Linked DNA regions of Mus musculus: all the other regions are linked to region 1. Evidence: chromatin contacts called from public HiChIP or PLAC-seq, Micro-C and promoter capture Hi-C data. All regions are on one chromosome and are shown on one strand. Each heading gives the region's core, a stretch centred on a gene start, on an enhancer-like site or on the middle of the called end of the contact. The rest is flanking DNA. Distances are from core to core; before and after follow the strand shown.

Evidence for each region. Promoter capture Hi-C pulls out the DNA fragments that hold promoters and counts their contacts. Hi-C and Micro-C count contacts between places; a contact is called where the count stands out from the background. HiChIP or PLAC-seq counts read pairs in DNA pulled down with a chosen protein or histone mark.
Region 2: a Micro-C map of embryonic stem cells shows a contact between it and region 1, with 2.1 times the contacts expected there. The contact joins the promoter of Srcin1 here to the promoter of Npepps in region 1. A contact is called at or near these places in 3 of 484 Hi-C or Micro-C datasets (all in embryonic stem cells) and 2 of 115 datasets of contacts at active chromatin or transcription factors (both in embryonic stem cells).
Region 3: a Micro-C map of embryonic stem cells shows a contact between it and region 1, with 4 times the contacts expected there. The contact joins the promoter of 2410003L11Rik here to the promoter of Npepps in region 1. A contact is called at or near these places in 1 of 484 Hi-C or Micro-C datasets (embryonic stem cells) and 1 of 115 datasets of contacts at active chromatin or transcription factors (embryonic stem cells).
Region 4: a contact with region 1 is called in a FOXA1 HiChIP or PLAC-seq map of pancreatic cancer cells. The contact joins the promoter of Cbx1 here to the promoter of Npepps in region 1. A contact is called at or near these places in 1 of 484 Hi-C or Micro-C datasets (embryonic stem cells) and 2 of 115 datasets of contacts at active chromatin or transcription factors (embryonic stem cells and pancreatic cancer cells).
Region 5: a promoter capture Hi-C map of hippocampal neurons shows a contact between it and region 1, with 3 times the contacts expected there. The contact joins the promoter of Sp2 here to the promoter of Npepps in region 1. A contact is called at or near these places in 2 of 39 promoter capture datasets (hippocampal neurons and liver), 2 of 484 Hi-C or Micro-C datasets (both in embryonic stem cells), 4 of 115 datasets of contacts at active chromatin or transcription factors (embryonic stem cells, extraembryonic endoderm stem cells, memory CD8 T cells and 1 more) and 3 of 9 other capture datasets (adipose tissue, liver and pancreatic islet).

The regions. Positions count from the first base shown.
Region 1 is chr11:97,279,253-97,283,490 of GRCm38.p6, reverse strand. It overlaps Npepps (aminopeptidase puromycin sensitive), which reads left to right and starts at 2,915. Exons shown (of 23, transcript NM_008942.3): 1 at 2,915-3,290. The coding sequence starts at 3,033. Gm11592 (a long non-coding RNA gene) reads right to left here and starts at 2,797. Exons shown (of 3, transcript XR_001780313.2): 1 at 2,350-2,797; 2 at 787-908; 3 at 182-265.
Region 2 is chr11:97,572,838-97,576,921 of GRCm38.p6, reverse strand. Srcin1 (SRC kinase signaling inhibitor 1) reads left to right here and starts at 1,796. Exons shown (of 20, transcript NM_018873.2): 1 at 1,796-1,954. The coding sequence starts at 1,933.
Region 3 is chr11:97,597,095-97,601,165 of GRCm38.p6, reverse strand. It overlaps 2410003L11Rik (RIKEN cDNA 2410003L11 gene), which reads right to left and starts at 2,655. Exons shown (of 4, transcript NR_045496.1): 1 at 2,499-2,655.
Region 4 is chr11:96,786,931-96,791,123 of GRCm38.p6, reverse strand. It overlaps Cbx1 (chromobox 1), which reads right to left and starts at 1,989. Exons shown (of 5, transcript NM_001362560.1): 1 at 1,771-1,989.
Region 5 is chr11:96,975,611-96,979,891 of GRCm38.p6, reverse strand. Sp2 (Sp2 transcription factor) reads left to right here and starts at 2,204. Exons shown (of 7, transcript NM_001080964.2): 1 at 2,204-2,271. The coding sequence starts at 2,265.

The sequences.
Region 1 (4,238 bases), core at 1,666-4,165:
CCTGCCTCTGTCTCCTGAGTGCTGGGATTAAAGGCGTGCACCACCATGCCTGGCGTACGCATCGCCATTCTTATTTTTTTATTTATTATATGTAAGCACACTGTAGCTGTCTTCAGACACTCCAGAAGAGCGCATCAGATTTCGTTACGGATGGTTGTGAGCCACCATGTGGTTGCTAGGATTTGAACTCAGGACCTTTGGAAGAGCAGCCGGCACTCTTAACCGCTGAGCCATCTCACCAGCCCACGCATCGCCATTCTTAATCCTGTGATTTAATAAAAGATTGTCTATAGTTGTAGGTTCACAGTTTCCCTGTGGGACAGATTTTTTTTGTACAGGAGAGACAGCACAGACTGAAGAAGAATTCTCTCTTGGCCTATTGTTTAGTTGGCTCAATAGCAACCAAGATGCACTTTGCTCAGGGCCTAGTACTGAAAGCAATAAAAGAAGTAGAGAGTGAGCTCTTTGAAAAGTAAATGAATCAGAAGGAAAATGAAAAGACTGAGGAGTGGTGGCTCAAGTCTGCAATCCCGGCACCCCAAAGGCTGAGGCCTCAGTGTGAGAGCCTGCCTTAAAGAGAAGAAACAACAGGGCACGGTGGTTTAGGACTTTAATTCTAGCACTTGGGAAGCACAGATGGGCAGATCTTTGAGAGTTAAGTGCCAACCAGTTTTCATAGTTAATTTCATGCTAGCCAGGGCTATATAGTGAGACCCTGTTTTTGAAAAAGAAAGAAAGATAGAAAAGTAGAGGAGGAGAAATGGAAAATAAAATAGGGAAACAAACCAACTGGTGGTGGGGCTGCTGCTGCTGCCTGTAAGGCTGAGGCAGGAAAACTGCTGAAAGGCTCCGTGCCAGGCTGCTCTATATAGTGATTTTGAGGCCAGCATAGGCTATAGAGTGAAACCCTGTCCAAGAGGAAAAAAAAAAAAAAACATTAAAAACAAAATAAAAAAAAAAGCAAGCCAGCTCTTGCTAGCTCATCCTACAAAGATCTACAAACCTAATATTCAATTGCAAAACATAAGACCAAGTCCACATGAATCGGCAGAGTTCCGGAGCTAATCGGAAAGGGCTAGAGCAGGGTGGAGTTCTGCAATGGAACTCTTCCTGGCAAGGTGAGGGAAGGGAGGGGCGCACATTTCACAAAAACGGATGAGCAGGCCACTGAAACACTCATTCCTGAGCAAATTAGCAATCTGTGAGGGCTAGACAGTAATCGAGTTAGACTGTAGAATTGATGTTAAAGGGTAAACAGCTCATAGGCAGCCTTAGATGGTTATAAATCAATTTTGCTTTGACAGGAGGAAGCCTTTTGTTTTTTTTTTTTTTTTTAAATGCAAACATTTTGAGGAGATCATACACAGTTGGATTAGAATAAACCAAACTGGCAGAATTATGAAGGAAGCTGTTTATAATGTTCTCAAGGAGAAAACCAGAAACAACTGGGTCTCAATTCCAGCTCCACCAATTATTAGCTGTACACAGGTCTAGAGCAAGTCATGATCTTTCTATGTGCCTGTTTTTGCATATATAAAACAGGTTGGGGGTCCACCTCACAGAGCGTCTGAGAGATAAAATGAACGTGTAAAGTGTTAGCAAGTATTCCAGACATATTAAAGGCCCGTCTCTTTAAGAATTGCATCTGTGTTTCTAAAAAGCACGTAGGATTTTTGGAGGAAAGCAGGGCAGGTTGAGGATCCACAACTGTGCTGCCCAATACAGTAGGCATTAGCCATGTGTTGCCCTGGCTGTCCTAGAACTCACTCTGTAGTGAAGGCTGGCCTCAAACTCAGAGAGATCTGCCTGCCTCTGCCTCCAGAAGCCAGTACCACCACTGCCAGGCACCTCATTAGCATCTTTAAAATGCATTACATGATGAAATTATAATCTGAATATATTGGGCTAGGGAGATGAGGTGCAATAACTTCTGTTGTTTTAATTCTATCTAGTGGCTCACAGTGTCATGTCTGTAGGACAGTGCTTGTTTAGTTTTGACTCTACCTTACAAGTTTCTATAAAAGAAATACGCTTTTAGGAATATTTTTGCCTTGATTTAAACATAGGTCTTAGAGATAACTACAGAATGGAGGGAGCCACAGTTAGGATACTTTTACAGAAGTCACAACTGGTAAAGGGTCTTTTCAGTTAAAAAAGCAGAAACAAAAACAAGGGGCGTGGGGGTGTGGCTCAGTGGCATGGCGCTTGCCCAGCCTGTGTAGAGGCTTTGAGTTCAAAGCCTAGCACCACAGGAAGGGAAAAATCCGGAAACAGACAGTTGATCATTATTATCATCTGTGTTTTCTTAATCAAAATCTTACTGTGTGCCCAGACCATTCTGGAACTCACTCTGTAGTCCAGGCTGGCCCATGATGATCGTCCTGCCTCAGCCTCCGTGCCCAGCAATGAAGCATCTTGTTTTAAATATGAAATCGTGGGATCCTGTATTTCTAGTCTTTGAAACCACTCTCCTAAAAGGTCTAGATTTCACTGGTTGGAGCGACCTTGAATAACTAAGTGTTTCCTCGGAAAACTGTTTTCAGATCATCCCTTCAACTGGCTATTTCCTAGGGAAAAAAAAAAGCCTCAGGTCGGGCTCACACCGCTGAGGTGGAATGGCTCTTTCCACGCGTCCCCTACCCCCCCGCGCTGACTTGACCGCTGCGTAGGCTTCCATTTTCCACAGAGCTCCTCCATGCCCTTCGTGGCTCTTTCCTGCCACCGGCCGACGACAGGTGCAGCGCCAAGCGCCTCCTCTCGCCTTCCCCGTTCGCCGACCGCGGCCTCGCCGCCCCGCCCCGCCCTCGGCGCGCGCCCTCAGCGGGGTCGCGCCCGCCCCGCGGGGTCGCGCACGCAGCCGCCGCCGCCTCCCTCCCCGCCCTCCTCCCCTGCCCTCCCCTCCGCCCCCTTCCCCGTAGGCAGCCCGCCCGCACCGCCGCCCGCCCGCCCGCCCGGCCCAGGCACCCGCTGGGTCTGTCCCCCGCCCCAGCCTCCCCGGCGGCTCTCGGCAGGCGGTCGCCCGCGCCCGGTGAATGTGGCTGGCAGCCGCCGTCCCCTCCCTCGCTCGCCGCCTGCTCCTCCTCGGCCCTCCGCCTCCTCCCCTCCTTCTCCTCCTCAGCCGCTCCTCTCGCCGCCGCCGCCGCCTCCACAGCCTGGGCCTCGCCGCGATGCCGGAGAAGCGGCCCTTCGAGCGGCTGCCCGCCGAGGTGTCGCCCATCAACTACAGCCTCTGCCTCAAGCCCGATTTGCTGGACTTCACCTTCGAGGGCAAGCTGGAGGCCGCCGCCCAGGTACTGCGACCCTCGGGCGCCGGGGGGCGAGCAGCGGGCGGGCGGGCGAGCAGTTAGGCCGCGCCCGCGGGCTGGGTTGGAGGCCGGGGCGGGTTGGGCGCGTGGGCCGCGGGACCGAGCGGGAGGCGGGTGCGGCGCGCCCCTCGAGCCGGCCGGCCGGGCGGGGACCGCGCTGCGGGAGTCTGCGGGCGGTGCGCCCCTCGGGGGGCCAGCACACCTGTGTGCAGCGCCCCTGGTCCCCGCCTTCCGGGCCCCGAGCTCCGGGAGAGGCTGGGTGGGGGCTGGGGAACTAGAAGGGGCTAGGACTGCCTGCTCGGTGGCACCCCTGCGGACTGCGTTCTTTCCTGGTCGTCCCTTTACTCCGCCGGGGATAGGTTGGAAGGGGCGGTCATCAGGCACTTGAGAGCGAGGAGGGGCGAGTCTAGAAGGTTGGGGGCAGGGGGGAGTGGAGCGAGAATGTTAATCCCAGGCAGCCTCACCGAGTTCTCCCGGCCTGATCCTGCCCAGGGGCCGGGTTTCCAGGATGATCCGCCCCCTCCCCCTTCCCCTCAAATGACAGTGCAGCAGTGACTTTGTTCTCCCCTAACCTCCAGAGAAGCCGCGGAGGACCCTAGCTCCTCTTCTCCTATCCGCCTTGCTCTCGCAACCTGTGAAGCTGGTGGATTTATTGCTTCAGTGGCGGTTGCTTAGCAGTCCCCTCTTCTGAAAGAAAGCTCTCAGTCTTAGCCTGCCACTGGTGAAAATATTCCATTACTCTTCTTTGCAGTTTTTTTGGTGAATCATACGCTCCTCCCTCCTCCCCGAAGCATTATCTGGCAGTATTGTTTGATTTCGGAGACCATCCATATAGATGGCTCACAGAGGTCTCAAACGGTTACGATAAATAACCATGGGTATGATGTGTTACGTGAGATCGGAAATGAAAATTGGGAGCTGTTTGATAGCTAT
Region 2 (4,084 bases), core at 547-3,046, 290 kb before region 1:
CAGAGGGGTCTTATAGAGCAGTGTGAAGGTCTGAAGGGAGGAGAGGTGTGTGCCAGACTCAAGGCTTAATAGCTGTGACCCCCTCCTGTGCACAAGGCCCGCTGGGTACTGATGCCTATCTTGGGCAGGCAGCCAGGTAGGGAGCTGGAAGGGTGCCCAGTGAGTGCCCAGAGGCCAAAAGATGGTCACCATCCAGTTGGCAGAGGGAGAAGCAGCTGGCCTAGAAGAGAAGTCAGGGTCTTAACTGCTTAGTGTTGTGTGCCCAGACCTTGTGTCCAGGACACAGCTCTTGGCTGCCCTCCTGAGATGACCAAATGGAGCTGAGAGTCCCCTCCCACTGCCTTGCCCTGCCACCTGAGTTAGTGGAACTGGACATTGATCTGTAAGGGGCAGTTGGGATCTTGCCCCTAGCTGGGCACGGGACTGGCTCAGAGGCAAGCAAGCCTAGGGGCGGGCAGAAAAGTAGGAGAGCCCAGATTAAGGCTGGGACTGGGTAGACCAAGAAGTGGGGAAACCGGTTTGTCATCTGGGCCACTTGGGGTGGGGTCTCCTCTCCTGAGCCCGGTCTGCCAGTCATTCTGCCAGGTGGCCTGTAGGGAAGAGATGCAGGCACTGGGTGGCATTTTCTTGACCATCTGAACTGCCTTTGGGAATGCCAGGAGTAAATAAAACGGGCAGAAAGCTCAGCCCACCTGCCTCTCTTGAAAAGAAGCTTCCGAGAGAGGGAACTGGCCACAGAACCCGAGGGAAGGAAGCAGGGAGAAGCCTGAGTTCCAAAGGTCATCGTGTGTCTGGGTCCGAGCTGGAGATGGAGAAGTTTGTATCATCCGCAGGTAGGCCCAGTAAGGTGAACCAGGGTGGGGCACTCCTCCTGGCGCACTACAAGCTGCTTTGGAGATGGCAAAGGTGTCCCCAGAAGAGGCGTGAAAAGACAGAGTCTGTGACGGCCTACTTTGGGGTCCACTTCAGAAGGGATCAGTGTCTCTTCAATCTCACGCAGTACCTGCTCACGCCTGCGGTAGGGGCAGGAATCCGAAGTAGGGGCCAGGAGGACGTCCAGCAGGGGGCGTCTGGGAGCCAGGTCCCTGGCCCAGTGGTAGCTGAGGAAGGGGGAAGGGCAGAGGTGAGGAGGCGCGACCATAGAGGGGTACGCTGCACTGGGGGTGGGGGGGGGTAGGTGTCTCGGCTCTCCAGGCGTAGAACGACTGTGGCGCTCCGAGGTCACCTTGGCTGGAGCGATCCCTGATTCTCTCGTCCCCTCCCCAGCCTCAAGCCCTGCTTCAACGAACCCGAAGTGCTTTTTTTATTTTTTGTCCCAAAGCGTTGAGGGTGCTTGGAGACCCAAAGAGTCACCTCCCCAGGTGCCTCTTTCGAGGCCACTCTGGGGTCAACGCATTTGTCTCTACCGCAGCAGGAGGACCGCTGAGGGTGGGGGAAGCAGGTGGAGTTTGGGGGGGGGGGAGGAGCGTGAGCGCGCCCCGCACCCTAGTCCGGGCGGCGCGCTGCGGGATCCGGGTGTGCTGCTGGAGGGCGCGAGGAGGCGCAGTGCCCCTTCCCTTCCCCCGCTCCCCGCCACCCCCGGCGGCCCTTTGTACCATCCGGCCACACGCGCGTGCCCGCATCGTGCGCGCTCCCGCCCGCAGTGACACACCCGCGCCGGCCGCACGCGCGCACTCGCGCGCACACACACAGAGACACACACACACACACTCGCTCTCGCACACTCGGTGACACGCCCGCGCGCGCGCGCACCCACACGCCCGGCCGCCGGCGCCCTCCCAAGCTGGTCCACCCCGGCGGGGCCCGCGCCCCCGGCCCGCCCGCCTGGCACCGCGCCCCGGGGCTGGGGCCGAGCGAGAAGCCCGCGAGGCGGCGAGAGGGCGAGCGCCAGGCAGGCCGGCCCGGGGCCCCCGCCCCCCGCGCCCCCGCCCGATGGGGAACGCTCCGTCCCAAGGCATGTCCCTGTCTCTCTCCTCCCTAATGTGCCTCCATGCTTAAGTGGAAGGTATTTCTGTTTTCTTTGTGTGTTTTCCCCTCGGCCGGGGGCGGGGGCGGCGGCCGGGCCCGGGAGGCGGCGGCCGGCCGGGCGAGGGATGCTCTGGGCGCAGGTGTTACGGGGGGCAGGGTACCGCTGCGCGCCGGGCTGGGACGGGCCAGGGAGGGAGAGCGCAGGGAGCAGAGAGGGTCTGGAGCCGGCGAAGCTGGGGACCCGGCGGGAAGGGCCTCGCGGTGCCCGGGGGGAGGGGACCTGGGGTTACAATGTAAGGGGGAGGGGTGGGTGAAGGGGGATGGCGAAGAGAGTCGGGGGGAGGGGAGGGGTCCATGCGAGGTGGAAGCTAGGGTTGTTGAAGGGGGAAGGGACAAGGGATGAATGCAAGAGAACCACATCCCGCCTCAGCTCTCAGAATGGGGTGCAGGCGCTGGGCTGGTAGTGCTGGACCCTTCGTGCCAGTCCCTCAGGGAAGCAGCGGACTGAGAGCGCTCTGGGTTTGGTTGTGTTGCCAGGATACAAAGCTGCATTCTACACCCCACCCCCTGCACCTCGAGGCCCTAGCCCTGGAGACCTCCTAGCCTCCACAGGAGTTGCAGAAACTGGGGACCTGCTCCCGGCTTGCTGGGTGGTGGGTAGGGAGGGCCCTGGAGAGGGAGGGATCGAGGGAGGGGCTTCTGGATCTTAAATCCTCCCCTTGCAGACGCAAGGGGTAAAGAAGGGCGCCCCCAGCTGGGTAGGGCGTCCGGGGTGATGTGGAGGTGGGGACTGCAGGGGGCTGGAAAAGTAGAGGGGCGGGGCTGGGGAGGGGACTCGCGTGGCCCCCCCTCCCCTCCCACGCACCCCCCTGCTACGTCAGAAGCTCCTGGGCCAGCTCCGAGTCCTGTCGGTGGGGGCAGCAGGATGCTGGTGGCAGTAGAGGGGGCCGGCCGGGTGCCTCCGCAGCTCAGCTGGCAGGGCCCTGTGGGGCGTGTGTGGCTGCTGGTGCGCGCCCCCAGCCCCACGCCTCCCCATGCAGCCCTGGCAGTGCCTCCGGCGCTTCGCCCTGGCCTGGTGGGAGAGGACCGCCGAGGGTCGCGCCCGTTCTCCCAGGGAGGAGGTTGGACCGAGGGACCCTGGGGGCCGAGGGGAGCCAGGTGAGCCGGATCAGTACCTCTTAAATGTTGCCAGATCTGTGGGCTCTGCAGACCCCAGCTTTGAGAGAAATGGGGTTCTCAGTTGGGGCTTCCCGGCTGCAGCCTCTCAGAAGGTGTTTGGGATAAAGGTGGGAAGTGAAGAAACTGTGTAGATATCAGTTGTAGGGAGGGATCGGGCTGTTCATTTGGGTAGGGTTCGTGCCCTTTGGGATGGGGTGATAAGATACCTTCCTCTTCTCTGGTCATCTTTGCTATGGGTGACCTTGAGCCAATTGCTTGGCTAACTCTGTGCCTCAGTTTCTCATTCCCTTCCCTGTCTCTGGCTGGTCTTAAAAATGATGATGTCTCTGATAGAGCTAGTCACTGTGGAGATGAGAGACTGTCATCTCTGGTGGCAGCTGGGATGGACGGTGGTTTCTAGCACGGCTGGTGTGTGTTTGTAACTGGACGCCACTGTGGCATATGGGTTTGGGGTTTGGTTGATGGTGGCCGGTATGGAGTCACTCTGGATAAATGGTCAGGGTGGGATGCAGCCAGAAGGAGTGCTCTTGGTAGGCTGGGAGTTGGGATAGTGACTTAGCCTGGTATAGAAGCAAGGGTGAGTGAGGGCTCTGGACATAAGGGGAAGGGGCTCCCCCACCCACCCCAAGGCTGTCTGGTACCCAGGCACCATTGGCTGCAAGTGTAAAGGCTTTGCCCTGGCTTCCTGCCACTCTGCCTTGGGGACAAGAGGGTTTTTGTCCAAAGCTGCCCCCTAGTCCTGCGTTCTTTCTTCCTTCCCTGGGAGGTTAGTTCTCAGATACCAATGACCCTGGGACTGAGGTTCGGGTGGGTTAGAAGAAACAAATGTAGCCTCAGGCTGGGAGCAGGGAGAGCAGCCTCGCTAGGGGAAGGGTCCCCTGGAACAAGCTCTTTAGAGACGTGCTCCCATTTCTGCCTTTCCCTCGGCCCCTCTGCT
Region 3 (4,071 bases), core at 1,406-3,905, 320 kb before region 1:
TTCTTTGGGGACGGAGAGACTGCTCAGTGGTCTAGAGCACATGTTGCTCTTGCAGAGGACCTGGGTTCAGCTCCCTGTACCCACATGATGGCGCACAACTGTTTTTAGCCCAATTCCAGGGGACCTAATGACCTTTTCTGACCTCAACAGGTCCACACAAACCGAACACACACACACACACACACACACACACACTGTCTTAAAGAAGTCTTAAATTTTATTTTATTTTATGTATGGTTTTGGGTCTACCTTTCATTTTTGTTAAATTTCTTTCCTTTTTGTGTGCTTATGTATCTATATGTGTATATGTATGCATATATGTGTATCTGTGTATGCATGTGTGTGCATATCTGTGTGTATATATATGTATGTATATATCTGTGTGTTTGCATGTGTGTATATCTGTGTATATCTGTATGTATGTGTATATATATATATATATGCGTGCATGTATGTATATCTGTGTGTGTGTATCTGTGTGTGTGTATCTCTGTAGATAGACAAATGCTCTGAAGTGGGTTTGGTGATCAGAGAACTTTCTGGAGCTATTTCTCTTCTTTCATCACTGGGTCCTGGGGACTGAACTCAGGTCACCAGGCTTGGTGGGGACTGCCTTTACCTGCAGAACCATCTTGTCAACTCTGGTTTTGTTTGTTTTTTTTAAGTAGCACAGGCTGGCATCAATCTTTTTCTCTTTTTTAGATTTATTTATTTTATGTATATGAGTACACTGTCACTGTCTTCAGACACACCAGAAGAGGGCATTGGATCCCATTTCAGATGGTTGTGAGCCACCATGTGGTTGCTGGGAATTGAACTCAGGACCTCTGGAAAAGCAGCTAGTGCTCTTTATCTCTGAGCTATCTCTCCAATCCTGGCATCAACCTCTTTTTGTTATTGTTTTGTTTGTTTTGTTCTGTTTTTGAGACATGATCTCTATACATAGCCATGGCTGTCCAGGAACTCACTCTATAGACTGGGCTGGTCTCAGATTCACAGAGATCTGCCTGCCTCTGCCTCCCAGGTGCTGGCAAAGTGTCAAACTCTTGATCCTTGTGCCTCAGTCTCCGGAGTGCTAAGATTACAGACACATGCTACCAAGTCCAACCTTCATATACATTTATAGTTAAGCTGGTTGAGGTGGCTCCAGCCAATAATTGTACTAATTGGGAAGATGAGGCAGGAGGATTACCATGGGTTTAAGACCAGTCTAATCTACATTGTGAATTCCGGGCCAGTCTAGGCTGTAATTTGAGAACCAATTTCAAAAACAAGCAAAATGAAGGGAGTGGTGGACATCTTTAACCCCTGAACTTGAGAGGCAGAGGCAGGTGGGTCTCTACAGATCAGCATAGTTTACGAGAGGCAGAGGCAGGTCGGTCTCTACAGATCAGCATAGTTTACACACTGAGTTGTAGACTAGCCAGGGATACGTAGTTGTAACCCGAAGGCTTTTCCATGTACGCCCCAGTTGCCGAACAATGACATGGAGGCTTATTTTCTTCTTCTTCTTTTTTTGTTTGGTTGTTTGTTTTTTGAGACAGGGTTTCTCTGTGCAGCCCTGGCTGTCCTGGAACTCACCCTGTAGACCAGGCTGGTCTCGAATTCAGAAATCTGCCTGCCTCTGCCTCCCAAGTGCTGGGATTAAAGGCGTGTGCCACCACTGCCCGGCTGGAGGCTTATTTTCATTTACGATGATTATGGCCTTAGTTTAGGCTTGCTCCCCAACTAGCTCTTAAATTAACTCATTTATACTAAGTTCGGCCACATGGTTGGTTTCCTCTCCTTGCATCATAAGCCTGACTTCCTTCTTGGTGGCGGGTCTTCCGGTACTTGACTTTCCCAGAGTTCCTCTCTCTGCGCTGGATGACCCACCCTCTCTATTCTACCTTCTCCTATAGGCCATAGGCTTTTTATTTTGACCAATCAGAAGGTGCCTTAGGCAGGCAAGGAAGGACAGAGACACATCTTCACACAATGTACAAAAATATCACTCTAACACAGTGAGACCCCGTTTAAAACAAGAGAAAACAACACCCAAATGCCAGCGGAATGACACAGTCAATGAAGTGCTTGCCTTACAAGTCTGAAGCCCGTTAGTTTCCCCAACCCCCGGCAGAACACGAGCAAGATGGCGTGCACGTCCAGTCTCCGCCCCATGTAGCTTCCAGCTAGCTTAGCCCACTTGGGGACACTCCAGGCTTGTGAGACTGTTTCAAACAAACAAAAAAGCAGAAAAGTGTATAATCATATCGTCCAAGGTTATCCTCTGACCTCCGCACATGTGCATTAACATACCTGCACAGATATGCACACAACCCATGTGCAAATAAGCATATACACAAAAATAAAAACAAACGACGCCCCAAGAGAGGGGTCAGCAAGTGAAGACTCTTGCCACCAAGCCAGAGGACCCTAGTTTGGGATCGCCAGGAAGTGTCTTAGCTAACTACTATTCTGTCGCATCGAGACCAAACGCCATGACTACGGTAACTTACGTAAGAAAGCATTTAGTCTGGGGCTCATGATTCCGGAGGGCAGCAGAGTTCATGACCATCGTCTGGAGAAGCATGGAAACAGGCAAGCATGGCTCTAGAGCAGGAGCTGAGAACTTATGTTGAGACAGCAGCCATCAAGGAGACAAGACAGCTAACTGGGTGGGAAAGGCTCTGGGTTTTGAAATCTCAAAGCCAGCTGCCAATGACCCACCTCCTACAGCAAGGCCACACCTCCTAATCCCTCCCAGAAGTCAGCCCAAACTCAGACAAAGCATTCAAATATATGAATCCATGAGGACCCTTCTCACTCAAACCACCACAGGAGAGAACTGCCTTTTCAAGTCCTCTGACCTCTATGCACACACACACACACACACACACACACACACACACACACACACACGGAGTTGGAGAGATGGCTCAGCGGTTTAGAGCACGGACTGCTCTTCCAGAGGTCTTGAGTTCAATTTCCAGCAACCACATGGTGGCTCCCAACCATCTGTAAGAGGGATCTGATGCCCTCTCCTGGTGTGTCTGAAGACAGCAGTGGTGCACCCGTATACATAAAATAAACGCACACACAAAGTATAAATAAATACATAAATAAAAAACAGCAGCACTCAAGAAGGTATGTGCACACACAATAAATAAATGTATTTTTAAAAAGGAACAGAAAATAATTAAATTTATTTTGATATTATTATTATTACTATTTTGGCTCTTTGGTTTTTCATGACAGAATTCTTTGTGTAACTGTCCTGAAACTCACTTTGTAGATCAGTCTGGCCTCAAAATCACATATTCTCATGCCTCTGACTCCTGAGTGCTGGAATTAAAGACATGTGCTATGCTACCATGCTGACTTTATTTTTATTTAAATTGTATGTATGTATGTATGTATGTATGTATGTATGTATGTATGTATGTATGTATATAGACAGCCTTCTTCTGTGTAGCCCTGACTGTCTTGGAACTATAGACCAGGCTGGCCCCAAACTCACAGGGATCGACCTTCCTCTGCCTCCTGAGTATGTAAGCCAATAAGAATTCGACTTTTGACTTGGCAGAGGCAGGCGAATTTCTGAGTTCGAGGCCAGCCTGGTCTACAGAGTGAGTTCCAGGACAGCCAGGGCTACACAGAGAAACCCTGTCTCAAAAAAAAAAAAAAAAAAAAAAAAAGAATTCGACTTTTGATCTGCAAAATGGTTTTCTAGGATGGTTATTGGTGTTGATTCAGCTTATGAAAAATTAGGGGCAGAACTAATATAATTTTTGTTACTTTTTGATATAGGGTCTTGTGTAAGAATGGTACTGTATGCCTGTGTACTAGGGCTACCTTCTTTTTTTTTTTTTTTTTTTTTTTTAGAAATATATTAATTTATTTAAGATTAGGAGACATCTCTTTTTTCATTAATTTCTTTATTCACTTTACATCCCAAACACAGCCCCTCCTCCAATTCCACCTTCAATTTCCTCTCCCTATTATCCCCTCCCTTTCTCCTCAGAGAGGGGGAGCCCCCCTTGGGTACCAACAGGCCCTAGGACATCTAATCCCAGCAGGAGGAAAAGCCTC
Region 4 (4,193 bases), core at 740-3,239, 490 kb after region 1:
CGGAAGAGCGGTCAGTGCTCTTAACCGCTGAGCCATCTCTCCAACCCTCCTCTACTTTTCTTAACTGCTCAGAAAAATACCTAGAAGGGAAGGTTTAAATAATCTATCATAAAGCTATTGATAAAAAGTTGAACAAACAGAAACCAGAAATGATCTTTCACTGCCCAGATCTTAAGAAGCAAAGCCTCCTTCCTCCTAGGTCTTGAACTCCTGCTGCTCCAGGCTCCACCTCCCGAGTGCTGGCTGGGATTACAGGAGTGCATGCAGCAAGGCCTAACTGGGCTCTTTTCAACACACCACTTCCCAGATATGCCTAGAGAGCATCCAGGAAGTGTATAGGCACCAATTTCTTGATTGTAGCCATACATCTACCAGAAAACCTTAGGTCTTTTGAAACTATTCCAAAAAGCTGACATGATTCTTAACACAAAACTGGAGAGGTTACCCTATGTTCTAGCATAACTCATTTTTCAAAAAACCTTTTTATGGTATTGGAACATAACTCAGTGGTAGATAACTTACATGTGTGCAAGGTCCTCAGTACCACACACCGAAATGAGTTCTATATTTCTATACTGCTTTTTAAATAAAAATATTCTCGCTGCCGGTGGGCATGCACCTGCTTTCGAGGGTCCCTGCCATTTCCCTAATTTGTAGCTCAGAGGGCAATTCTGTGAAGTCTGCTCGCTCTTTCCACCTTTACCTGGATCCTGAGAGGTAAACTGAGGCCCCCAGGCTTACGCACAAAGAACAGATCTCTTTCATTGGATGAGTCTTGCCTTACACGTGTTCTTCCACAGCCTCCCAACTCACACTGAAGACCCATTACAAGGCACAAAGTGGCCTTTTCACCCTTTCTTGACTCCCCTGGTGGCCAGGCAAGGCTTTAAACTCCTGATCGTCCTGTTTCCGCTCCCAAGGGCTACATGAATGCCATCAAGCCCAGCCCGAATTTATAAGGTACAGAGGATTGAATTCAGGCCTGTGCAGTGGGCTAGGCAAACATTCTACCAACTAAGTTACATCCCCAGGGACCCTTTATTTTCTTCCACATTTGACCAGTCACTCTAGACTTCTACCCTACCTATCCCAGCAACTCCACTTTTAGACAAGGTCAAGAAAATGCCTGACCCCCCACCCCCACCCCTAGACGGATTCAACAAATCTCTTCCCCGCTAGCACACCGTGAGCTGCCCAAATCCTCCTGTTCAAGTTTATTGGAAGTTACTTCTTCTTAACTCTGGCAAGAGAAACTTCTCTGATAGTGGCAACTGGACCCAATATCCTCAGGTTACTTTTTCTCTCTTTCCTCCAAGTGCTACGGGGGTTGCTTGCGATTGCCACCGTGTCCGCTTTCTCAGGTTACATTTCTAAACCTCGAGAGTACGAAGTCGTGGTCCCTGCCACGCACACCCAAAAGCACCTGTCCCCCTTATGGACGTCCCAAAGTTTTCTTTCTCCCGCCCAACTCTAGAGTCCCTCACTCGGGTCAAACGCTCTTGGTCCAGTTCTTGAAAAGCTAACCCTCCGCTGGCTCCGCTCATCGCGAACCACTCGGCTCCCGGGCTCTGGATTCGCTGCCCCGCCCTCTCCACACTCCCGCAACCCGCGAGCTCTGCGCGGGAAGCGGACCCGGCGGGCGCTGGGCCGGGGCGCGCCCCCCATTCCTCGGTCTCCGCTCTTCCGTTAGCGGCCCGCGCTGGTCCGCGGCCTCCCGCCGTTGCCGCGTCCCCTCCCCCCACACACCCCGCCTCCAGCCCGCCTCTTCACCTCGTAGCAGCGCCCGAGAGTCCGAGAGGAATCGGTGCCGCGCTACTCGCGCGTTGCGTCGGGCGGTCCGAGGGGAGTAGCGCGCCCAGAGGAGCAAAGAGCCGTGTGGCCACAAGTCGACCGTCCCGCTGAAGCGGCGTACCGCAGGCCCCGCTAACGGCCCTCCCCTCAGCCGAACAAAAGAGCCTCTCACTCTGCGCGGCCCGCCGCCTGCACTGCGCAGACGCGACGACCCGCCGCAGGGCACCTTGGGATTAAGAGTCGGCCAGAAACTACAGATCCCAAAGTACCGCGCGAATCCCGCGCCGCCCACCTCCACTTTCAAGGATTGTAGGGAGTTTTCGTAGTTTTGTTTTCTTTTTTGACTGGAAAGGCGAAGTCGACTGTTACTTAGAACATAACTCTACAGTCTAGGAAATTGATGGGTAGTGGTGGGGTTTGTTTGTTTAATAACAGGATACGCAGCCCAGGTGGCTTCGAACTCGTGGCCTTTCTTTTTGCTTCAAATGTCAAAGTGCTGGATTCCAGGCGCGTGCTGGTATTCCTTACTCAGTCTACAAAAGTAGGACACTGCAGGTTTGGAAACTAGCCCGTTGATGTTTGGTCCGTTTGCGTTTAAAAGAAAAATATTGTATTCGTCACCTGAGATTTATCAAATCACCTTCAATAATGTCCAGCAATCTTACCTATTATTGCCACCTGACTGGGGTTCCTACCTCTCAGTTTGAATCACTGCTCCATTCAGAAAGCAGTAGATTAACCGTCTAGGTAGACACCATCGACACTTTCTGAATTTGCTTTTTTTCTTTCCCCTTCCTTCCCTCTCTATTCTTGTTTTATTTTTGGTTGTTGGTTCTGTTGAGTGGACAGGGTCTCAAGGAAGTCTGATCTACCTGTTTTCACTTCCCAAATGCCGAGTATTACAAACACAGACCACCACATTCAAAGTTTTCCCTTTATTGCCCTTGCCGGTGGGTGACTTTCATGGGGATTTCTCCATCTCTGTGAACATCCTTTATCAAGTTAGTCTAAAGAAACGGAATTAAGCAAAAACCACGGCTGGGCTGTCATTCTTTAACACGGGTGCTACTCTGATTCAGGTAGGTTGCTGCTAATTGTTGAACTAGGAACTCCAGTAAGGACAGACGCTTCATATGACTCATTGTGTCCACGACACTCAGGATCCTTGGTGTTTGTTTCTAGCAAGGACAAGGTCATTTTGGTTGTTTGTTTGTTTGGTTGGTTGGTTGGTTTGTTTTTGTTTGTTTTTTTGAGACAGGGTTTCTCTCAAAACTCAGTTTGTAGACCAGGCTGGCCTCAAACTCAGAAATCGGCCTGCCTCTGCCTCGAGTGCTGGGATTAAAGTTGTGCGCCACCACGCCCGGCCACAAGGTCACGTTTTGACTCTCAGTATTTATTGGTAAAAATTCCTTGAATATGTGATTAAGTGAATAACTGAGATGTCCAACTGATAATAGAACTGATCAAACTTTCCAAGGCCAGATTCAAGCCTCTTAATCCTAGTACCCGGGATTGAGACAGGAGGATTGCTGGGAGTTTAAGAGCACTTTAGCACTTAGGAGGCAGAGGCAGGAGAATTTCTGAGTTCAAGACCAGCCTGTTCTACAGAGTGAGTTCCAGGAGAGCCAGGGCTACACAGAGAAACCCTGTCTCAAACAAACAAACAAACACAACAGCAAACCCAAAAAAAAAAAAAAAAAAAAAAGCGCAGTTTAGACTATGTAGCCTAGGTTACAGAGTGAGAGCTTGTCTTAAAAAAAAAAACAAACAAACAAACCAAAAATCAAAAAAACCCCGAAACAGTGACAACTTTTCTGTTCAAAAAACTAAGACAAAAGAAAAAGAGGGTTAGTTTCACAATGTTATATAAAAATTAGTCAAAAGAGACCGATTCTTCCTGAAAAAATACTTGGGTCAAGCCTCCAAAACCAGGCGACAACCCACCCGTTCTGGATGCCTTTAAGCCATGTGAGGAGAAGGCAGAGAGAAGGAAAGAGGGGAACCAGGTGCAGCAACCAAGATGGGAAAGCATTAAAAATGGGGTAGGAAGGTAACCAAAATGGCTGGGAGGAGCCTCTGGGGGAAGGGCAGCCCAGCCCCTGGTCTAACGAATTCTGGGGTAACAGGTCAGAGCTGAGGGATGCTGGGGGACCTGGTGGCCAGGCCAGCTTTGATTTGTTAAATAGGAAACTTCAGCCTTTGTCTCCTGGTTAGAGATTTAATGTGCAGCTCAGCTCCAGCTAATCTATCGAGTTCTCCATTAGAGATGAGAACTGGTATCCCAAATATAATTGCATTTCTAATGACCAAATCAAATGCTGCTATTCCCCCCACCCCCACATTAAGCTGAATTCCACTCTCCATGTAAATGCTCTGACCTTGTGCCTCCAAAGAAGCCCAGC
Region 5 (4,281 bases), core at 955-3,454, 300 kb after region 1:
ACTGTGACACCTTTCCTTGAGAGAAAAGACTAGGGAAGCAAAGAAAGGTGGGGAAAGGCATGAAAGACAAGAGCATGGAGGGTATGTGTGCGTGTGTGTGTGTGTGTGTGTGTGTGTGTGTGTGTGTGTGTGTTTGTGTGTGTAAGGGTGAAGGACCCAGTTTAAGCAGAAAGCTTTGATTTTATAAAGGACATAGAGTCCCAATGAAGGAACGGTGCGTGGGCACACATGTGCACACGGACGCCAGAGCAGGACATACACTGGGTCCTGCTCTGTTGCTGTGTCTCACAAAGCCTGGAGCTAGGTTGGCCACTGGCAGACTCCAGCCATCCTCCGGTCTCCGCCCTGACCTCACATGTGAGAGGTGGGGTTACAGAGGCTGAACTCCAGCTTTTCACACGGGCTCTGAACTCAGGCCTCTTGTGTTTGAACAGCAAGTGACATCTTCCCAGCCCCAAGTGAAGGATTCTAGCTCCAGAACTGATAGCATCTGATGTTTGGTGTTTCAAAACCTAACCAGAGAGAGGTAGACTGGTAATTCCAAATTACTACACTCTAAGCATTTGGCTCTTTATTGTTTATTTATTTATTTTTTTGTTTGTGGTTTGTGGTGTGTGTGTGTGTGTGTGTGTGTGGTTTTTGTTTTAGACAGGGTTTCTCTGTGTAGTCCTGGCTGTCCTGGAACTTTCACTGTAGACCAGGCTGGACTCAAAGTCAGAGATCTGCCAGCCTCTGCCTCCCTGCTGCTGGGATTGAAGGCCTGGGCCACTGCCACCCAGCTTGGCTCTATATTTTGTTATCACTTTATCTCAGCAACCTTTTCTTCGAAGTGACAGGAAGAAGGAGGAGGAAGATAGAAGAGGCGAAGAGAAAATGTAATGAGAGCTGGGGAACAGCTCGACGATACAGTTCATGCTTAGTGTTTATACAGTTCATGCTTAGTGTTGGGGACTTGATCCTCAGCAAATAAGACCCCAGCAGGGATGTATGTGTCTCATCTACCTGCGATCAATGTCTCTCAAATGTTGATTTGGGAAGCTTTGTTACATGTTCTTATAAGTTAATTTACTGGATGTAAAACATTTTTTTCTCACTGTGGGTTAAAACAACAAAACAAAACCAACCAGGAAGGGTGGTACTATGAGGTGGATGTGTGAGTGCTCTGGCTTCAACAAGAGTCTAAGGGTCCACTGCAGATGGGGTGTGGGGTTTCCTACCCACGCAGGTCTCAAGCCAGCGTGAATTCCCTCTGAGTGCTACGTACAGCTTGCCTAAGTTAGTCGTTCGCAGAGGGCCTGGAAGAGAAAGCTAAACCTACCTGTGGTGCCTGTCAAGCACGGCCCCTCATACAGGAGGAGATGAAGCAGAGACCAAGCAGGGTCGCTAGGATGCCAGCGTGCAATTCTGCCCACCTGAGGCGCAGGCTAAAATGCAGATTCTAGGCACACACACCCCGCCCCCCGGGAAATAGCAAATGTAACTAGGGACGACCCTAGGGATCTGCTTTTGATAAAGGCTCAAACACGCCTGTCTGAAGCTGAGAGGATCAGGGAAGCTCTGCGAAACATTGGTGAAGATTAACAGGGGCTTGAGATGACATAATGACAATTCCCTCTAGGAAGTGCCAGGTAACCCAACTCCTGCCAGGTCGTCGACTCTCGAGAGGCGATGGATGGCGGGCGAGGGCCTGAGGTGAAGGCGATGCGCTCACTGGGGGCCGGGCACCGCGTATCCGACAGCTACACTTGAGACTCACCATGCCAGACTGTATTGAGAGATGTATAAGCTCTTTACGGGGCATTTCACAGTAGCACTTCTGATTGGCTTTAGGGCAGATCTATCACTTATCTGCTGGGTTAGAGGTGGGTGGAAGGTCAATTACGACCAATACAAAAACACTTCTCGGCTAAGCCCCTCCTCACCCAGCTTCCTGTTGCTGTCCATCAACCTCCTAGCAGGCGGGACTTTGCCTCCCGCCAGTTGGCTAAAGGATACGTCGTTCATTCCCCCGTTGATTTCCGGTTGGCGACTCCTACCGTCTATCAATGACACTTCACAGTTCTATTGGCCAGACCAACGTCACTCTAGATGCTTCCCAATGATTGGTTGAAAATGCTGTCGGTCCCCAATGTACCAAGCGTTCATTGGTAAAAGCTGCCGTCGCTCGGGCGGTGGCGGGCTCCGGGATTGGCGGGTGCTAGGCGGGCGGTGTCAGGCTCTCGGTGGCGGCGGAGGCGGCGGAGGCCAGGGAGGAAGATGTCGTAATGAGCGGTGGGTCCTGGCGTCTGCCGGCGGCGTCTTCCCGGCCCTCAAGGGTCGGGAAGACGGACAGAGGCCTCGGGGAGGGGAGGCCGGAACCGGGGGTGCCCCCCTGGGACTGGGACTGGCGCCGGGGCCCGGCTACGGGAGGGGCGGGGGAGGAAGGATTCCCGCCCGGAGGAGGAGCGCGGCTGGCCGGCCGGGCGGAGGCACCCGGAAGGGGGCGTTAGACTCCCCGCCCCTCGGAGCCCCGGGCGGGAGGGCGGCGCTTCCGGGGCTGGCAGGCGGCGGGGGCAGCAGGGCGAGCCTGATAACCCCCTTCGCCCCCTCAGCTTGGGTCGCGCCGGGCCTTCAGCCTGCGCCCGAGTTTGCTCCACGCAGGCGGCCGACGCCCCCTCGGGCTCGTCCTGTGGGCAGCCCAGGCTTGGGACCCAGGTGGTGCCAGTCAGATGGGCCCTGCTGGTCTGAACTGCAGCCTGCTGGCCGGGCCACCGCAGTCCCAGAGGGTGGCAGGATTGGAGGGAACGCCCTAGGCAGATGACTGCTGAACGAAAAACCGACTTTTAATGTTTATACCTGGATCCTTGAGCCTGCGGCTAGTATCTGCAAGCTCTTGGAATTTTAGAAGTTTGGAGAACTTGTGGACAGAGCTCCCAGGCTATGGCCCGATGCCCCTTGCGGGGGGTGGGGGGGTTGGGCAAAAATGCACTGGAATTCCAAAAAAGCGTAGGCGCTATCGCTCGTAACAGATGACCTAAGAAATAAAATAGATGCTTTTCTTCATCCGCGTTGCTGGCTTAAGGGTGCTCAGAATCTTCCCTTCCTTCTTAGGTTTCTTTCCCAGTGCCTTATTCTAGTTTTAGTAGAAAAGGAACTGTCTTTTGCGCTGGGCGACTGAGAAACCTGTCCTCTCTACATTCCTTGGTTTTGATTCTAATAGCCTGTCATGTTTAATCGTTTCATAACTAACATGATCCAGGGGGACTCTGTTTGGTTTTTTCTCCTGAACTTTCCCCATTTTTAGGAGGTTACAGGATTATTACATATCAAAATAAAAGTTTGGGCCTGTAGAGGCCTGTCAACGAGGAGAGAGGCAGACCATAGCCAGTGGTCTGTGAGCCAGGAATTGGCCCAAGGGTCCCCTTTATACAGATTTCATTGTAGAAAGGCGATTAACTTTTCAGTGTGTACTGGCAGGAACAGGCTACAGCTGTTCCATGCTGTGCCCTAGAAGGCCCTTGGCATTACAGAGGACAAAACCCTGAGTTGAGACACCCCCCCCCCACCCCCCTGTGGTGATGAAGGTTGAATCCACAAATGTTGGACAAGCACCTCTACGGCTGAGCTGTCTTGGAGGGCTAGAAAGGTTAGGGTGAGCCAGCTCACAGTGAACTGGCACAGGGGATGACAAGAGCCCAGACCACACAGTAGCATTTTCCATTATTGACACAAAGAAGTCCATTGTCTGTAGCGATGAGTATAACTGCAGTGTCTTGTTTTCTTTTAAATTCTTAAGGACAATGAACAGCGCGGATCTCAGAACCTCCCAATAGGGCTTATGTCAGTGTTGCAGTGGTTTCTTATTTAGGTGGTAGGGTGTTGGAGCCTGGTCTTGCTGTGAAGCCCTGGCTGGCGTGTGTTTGTCCTGTGATCTGTGTAGGCCTTGAACTTGAGATCTCTATGCTCCAGCCTCAGCCTCCCAAGTGCCGAGGTTATGGGTGTGTACCAATTTGCTTGGTTTCTAGTGACCAGGCAGACGTCAATCAATACCAGTGACCATGAGTTATCTTTGGCTGAAGTGACGGATGAGCTGTCTAGTTCCAGTCCTCCTACTTGCCTCTTTGAGTAAAATCAACAGCCATTGGGAAAAATAAGCTGCTCTGACACCATTGTGAGCTCCGCAAGCTAGGCTGCTAAAGACACAGGCTCTTTGCCAAAGAAAACTAACTAGGATTTGTCCATAACCGGATCTTCCCCTGGGCACCCAGCTGCTCTGAGGGGAAGAGTTTGACATCCCTGCTG